Linked DNA regions of Capsicum annuum: region 1 is linked to region 2. A link is a contact called in public Hi-C data. All regions are on one chromosome and are shown on one strand. The core of a region is the stretch at or near the end of the contact, and the rest is flanking DNA. Distances in the headings are between cores, read along the strand shown. Region 1 has its middle 14 kb from the start of LOC107856285. Region 2 overlaps LOC124900042 (a long non-coding RNA gene).

Evidence for each region. A called contact is a pair of places that touch in the nucleus more often than the background predicts.
Region 1: a Hi-C map of leaf shows a contact between it and region 2, with 2.7 times the contacts expected there. The contact joins two enhancer-like sites. A contact is called at or near these places in 2 of 5 Hi-C or Micro-C datasets (leaf and placenta).

The regions. Positions count from the first base shown.
Region 1 is chr7:17,530,042-17,533,093 of UCD10Xv1.1, reverse strand. No RefSeq gene overlaps it. Among protein-coding and RNA genes, the nearest start is that of LOC107856285, 14 kb to the left of the region's middle. Within about 2 kb of position 1,728, at least 1 of the 5 cell types and tissues checked has an H3K27ac peak or open chromatin away from gene starts, as enhancers often do.
Region 2 is chr7:17,263,788-17,266,495 of UCD10Xv1.1, reverse strand. It overlaps LOC124900042 (a long non-coding RNA gene), which reads right to left. Exons shown (of 2, transcript XR_007057626.1): 2 at 2,127-2,433. Among protein-coding and RNA genes, the nearest start is that of LOC124900042, 9.6 kb to the right of the region's middle. Within about 2 kb of position 1,300, at least 2 of the 5 cell types and tissues checked have an H3K27ac peak or open chromatin away from gene starts, as enhancers often do.

The DNA.
Region 1 (3,052 bases), core at 479-2,978, 270 kb before region 2:
AGGGAACATAAGAAAAAATGTATATTCAGTTAAATTTTACACAAAAAAATAGCCTATTTAAAAAAACAACTCACTCATTACATATATTGACCATTCAGTCATTTTTAATTATCGAAATTGGCCCTTCGACTGCATGTATTTCATCAGCTTCTTCACTTCTTCTTCATTCCTTCTTCTGCTTTTTCTCATTTTCTTCATTCTTCTACTTCTTTTCTTCTTTTCCATTGCTTTCAGCCATAAACTTTCTTCAAAAAGCTCGATTTTAAAAATTGACATATTGTAAATCTGAATCATTTTGATTGAATAGTATTTCAAATGATTCAAAATATCCAAATGAGCTCATATCTAAAATTTGGGACTGTTTAAAGAAGATTTTGAGTTGATCGGGATTGAAAAACTCCACTTACTATTAGATTTCAAGGTGAATTACTGCAATGTATAAGTTTGTACAAATAATGTATGGATATATATACATCTCTGATGCATAGCTATACATTATATATACATGATTATATACTATTTATACAATATTGATACACTACATAATTGTTTTTATAATATCGACACTTTACATATGTATTACATATACAGCGACATTTTTGTAAACTGAAATCATCACCTATTATTATATAACAAGATTCATTACTCAAGACAACGAATTATTCTTACCATAAGAAGGAAGTGGAGATTTGTGCATGCAGTAGATGTAAAGAGTCGAACTAGATCTACCAATATATAGCAGACACTTTTTTTGAGTTATTTTTTATGCAAAAATTCATGACTATATTTATCGCAAACTAATTACTTTAATTGTTTATATATGGACTTTTTCCAAATTTAAAACCAAAGTGAAAATTTTATGATAAAGAATAGAAAATTCACTAGTATAGAAGCTAATTACTTCCTCAATCACTAGTTTTTCAATTAAATATCATACCACTAAAATAGAAGTTGAATACACGATTAAGACGCTTCGATATATGATTATTTTTTTTTCTTGTACAAATATATGGTTCATTCGCACTAGATTCATGTACCTTAGATAAATTTGTATATATCCATATGTATCGGCAGGAGGGTTATAACATGTAACCGCATGTATCCGGGGGAGAACTGTTAAGAAGTGATATATGTATTATGTAATTAATTTAAAGTAGTGAGAAAATAAATAAATATAATATGGATGTTTGGTTATTTAGATAGTTTTGGAAAAATGACCCGAGCTAGCCCATCTCAAAACAATTAGCCACATTTGGGTCATTGAATATGGAGTGGTCAGCCGACCATTTTAATTCCACTAATTAACCTTTTACTAATTTGGATCATTTTGAGTTAGGTAGTTCAGATACAGTTCATATACTATACTGATACAATCCATATATAAAATAGAGAAACGAATTTATGGGTAGAAATTATATCATTGTTATATAGAATATGCATTCTTTTAATATGATGTGCATAAAATTTGTACCATTATTGTATAAATATGTAATATGTATAAGATACATATAGAAATTGTATCTTTATTGCACAGAATACATATATATAAAAGATATGTGGCAAATTTATTTCTGTATTGTATAAAGCTGCAAGCAAATAACTAGAAATGAAATTAAAACTCAATAGTCATTTTTGTGTCAATAATTTTAGCCAAAGTTCTATTTGTGTCCTTTCTTCAAAATTTCGTGGGTGGTCTTAAATTATTTGAAAAAAAGGACAGAAATGGACATTCCGTTAAAAGTATTGACAACCGAATGATGGAGGAATTTTATATCCCATATATAGCCATATGCGGGTGCTTCTATTTTTCTTTTTGCTACATTCTACTTTTTTAATTATTTTTTTTGATTGCTTTACTTTTTCTCTTGATGCTTTCTAGTTTTTTCTTTTTTTTTTTTGGGTGTAGGGGTGGGGGTGGGTGGGTGGTGGGTGGGGGTTGTTTAAGTTTTTACTTATTTTTTTAAAACTTCTTTTACTCTATTAATTGGTGTACTTTTTTAATAATAAAATATAATTTTATATTTTTTCCCTAAAATATGATGGAGATGATTAGAATAGAAAAAAAGTCAATTTACTGTAGTTTTTCATGTCTATTTTTTTCTATAATGTATGTATAATGTATGTATGTATGTATGTATGTATGTATGTATGTGTATATATATATGCTATGGCGTGAAATCCAAGAGAGTTCATGTATCCTTAATGCTCTCTTTAATAGGGTCGCCTCATATTTTTCTTAAACTAATTAGTCAGCCTTGGGGGAGAATGATGATGGAGATGTATTACGGACTTCTCCTGTTCATTAACTCGAACCTCATTCTTCTGCAGTTGATGCTACGGATTAGCCTCACTCTTTATGCCAATAACTTTGCTTAGTATTTTCTGCCGACTGTCAGCCTGTTCAGCTGACCTCAGAGGATTCCTGTCACTCGGCACAACATGTTTATTCTCGACGGTGATTACAATCTCTTTCCTAGGGTCAGGCTACTCCAAAAAACCAGCAGTCTAGCCCAGTTACTTCCCTTCCAGTCACTTCCTAAAATTATGGATCCCGCTCTCACCTTCGTCGATTCTCTCAAGTTTCTTATCCTGTTGAAGGCTTATGAATCGTTTTCCCCAAAACATCGAGCTTACCTTATCTCAGTTCAATCTTCTCATGAACCTGAATCATTTTCTGAAGCCTCCAATCATTCTTGCTGAAGAGATGCTATACAGGAAAAAATTAATGCCTAGGGAAAAAGTAATAAGACTTAGTCTTATTACCTGCAGGGGAAAAAGCTATTAGATGCAAATGGATTTACAAGATCAAGCATAAAGCATATGGCTTGGTAGATAGATACAAACCTAGATTAGTAGCTAAAGTATTCCTTCAAGAATATTGAGTCGAACCCCTTTTCTTACAGTTAAGTGGCCCAAGGTCCCCCTTTATAGATAGGGAAAATATTTGCTTCAGGTTGCTAAACACCATTCGTGGCATTCTTGTATTGGCTATAATCAAAAGGTGACCTTATTTTAATTTGACGTGCAAAATAGAATGCCTTTCAACAACATA
Region 2 (2,708 bases), core at 51-2,550:
AGACTCTATAAATAGAGGCTCCTTTCTTCTAGTTTTGTAGCATCCACAATGTAGTCCTAGGGGTTTGAGAGTTTCATTTGGGGGGAGACTTTGTGAGACACAAGCATTGCGGTATCACTTGTTAAACCTATTTTTATTTTGAGTGAATTATGTGAGATTGTCTTTCTTGACAATTTGTACTCTCTTTTATATAATGGATTGCTTATCTCCTTTTGTGGATGTAGGTCGATAGACTGAACAATGTTAAATTCTTGTGTCTCTTTTGGTGTATTTCTCATTTATCTTTTTATTCATGGTCTTTCGAGGTTTGCTTTGTTAGATTTCGCATGACACCTGATTATTTCGGTCCTAACAAGTGGTATCAGAGCGAGGTTAAAATTGGGTCTTCATCTTGGCGGATTCAGTTCTAGTCGTAACCTATTAGATGATAACGAAGATTTTGGTTCAAGAAATTTTATCAAAGTGTTACTATGTGCAGAGGCAAGATTTAATGGAGGAGATTTTTGAGATGGAGATTTAACTTGTTGAAGACTACATAAAGAAGGTGGAACAAATTTATTTTATTAGAAATTCAGGCCAAGAGGGAGAATTGTTGGTGTTTGTCCTGAATTTCTTACCATAATTGGGTTTTCCTTTAAGTACCATAATTGAGTTTCCTTTTAGGAAAAGAAAAACATATTCTCCATATTAGGCTAATCCTTGTTCTTGTAGGAAAAGGTTATAGACTCTATAAACAGAAACTCCATTCTTCTAGCATCCATAATGTAGTCCTAGGGGTTTGAGAGTTTCGTTTGGGGGAGACTTTGTGAGACACAAGCGTTGCAGTATCATTTGTGTGAACCTCTTTTTATTTTGAGTGAATGACCTTGGTTGATATAGTTGTATAAATTTCATTGGGTCTGAACAATTTGAAATCATAAAGACACCTACTAAGATATGAAGTAAAAATTTCACACTTTGTTCATTTGACCATCCTAAGAAAAGAGGTACGCATTTTTTTCTAATGTGATAAGACAACGTTTTAAGTTTAATGTCATCTTTCCTATTATTTTTTTTCCATTGTAGCAAGAGTTCAATGTACCTAAAAAGTGAATGCCTTTCTATCCATTATGATGAGTTTGGAGTGTCACAATTTGGCATTTAGATGAGGACTCGACAGATAACTCAGAACATATTTGTATCTACATGTTTCAATTCGTAATTTACATTTAAGTGAAAGCGGCTGAAATGTCATTGTCAACTCTGAAAGTGATGCTCATTGTTAATGTATGAATTATCTCAGACGGATTTCAACCCAAATGAACCTGTTATATTGGAATCAAGTTCACTCATTTAGTCATACTAGTGTCACGACACGTGCGTTGCACGTGAGTCTTGTTAAATGTGTCTTTATTGTCAAACATTAGAGTTAGCACTTTCATTGTAAATAAAATCGTTGTGATTTATTTAATAAAAATGATATGAAAGTATAGATGAATGAATATAGTAAAAAAAAATATTTTGCTTTTTCCATGTTGATGAGTTTTGTCATGTATTTTGTTGTAACAATAAGTCCATATACGGGTGAAAATTTATATTGTAGTTAAAACTAATAATTATTTAAATCATTGATGTTATATAATAATGTAATGAAACAATTCTCACCTAATACTTCTTTATAGACAATATTGCCGGTATATGTTTCTTTCATTCATTTGGGTTGCTCTGCATACTCTACACGGGAAACCACCCTCAAAGAATTCCCTTTCCTCTGTTGGCCTCATTCTTAATAGTGGGTTGAACCTCCATATTTCTATAGAACACTCTGATTTATAAGAGATACTTTAACCAGAGAGCTTATAAGTTTCTCAACTATCCCGTTCGTATGCTTTTGCTTTTTAAGTTCTCTGAAAATGCATCCACACCGGATCAAAGTAGACACAGATAGAGAGACAGAACAGACGCACACACACATATATACATACATACATACCTCATACACATGCTAAAAAGGCAGCTGATTAAAGCTAAAGATAAATCACTGGCATACAGGCGATGGTCAACAACCATGAAAAATCCTTTTTGTTACTCCAATTACCTCATTTTTGAGCTAAAACTTGATAGAGCACTGCATCTAAAATGGGGTGTTTCAAAAAAAACTGAACATAATTGGGTAATTCAATTCCCGAGATCTGATCATTAAATAGTTGTCGTACATTTTAGGGCTCAGGTTTTGTTGTTCTAACATGTAAAAAGAAAGCGACATCGCCATGGCTGTAGATACCGATTAATAGATACTGGTTTACAGATGATGCCATGCCGAGTCACCCAGCCAAGTTACGGGTCAGATCCTCTCAATGCAAAGAAAATCAGCATCACAACCCATTTTTCAGATCAATCAACATTCTCGCAAATGGCCCATTAAAAGGGGCTTCCTTGTTGTGTCATTTCTACCTGGTATTTTACAGGGACATAAAAGTAATTAATTGCGAAAATCAGCTGTAGCAGTAGCAGAAGAAGAAACTGGAATAAGCATACATATATATAACACGGAAATCAATATTATTGTTCTTTTTTCTTCTGAAAAGGTTATAGGTTTTTAATCAATTGCGAAGAAATCATGGACTTGAAGAGAGAGGGCAACAGCCCTTTACAGAAAATCCTCTCTTCGATGTCAAATTTTTCCTTTCTAGGCATAAACTATGGTGAGGATTCTCCCATCTCTCTGA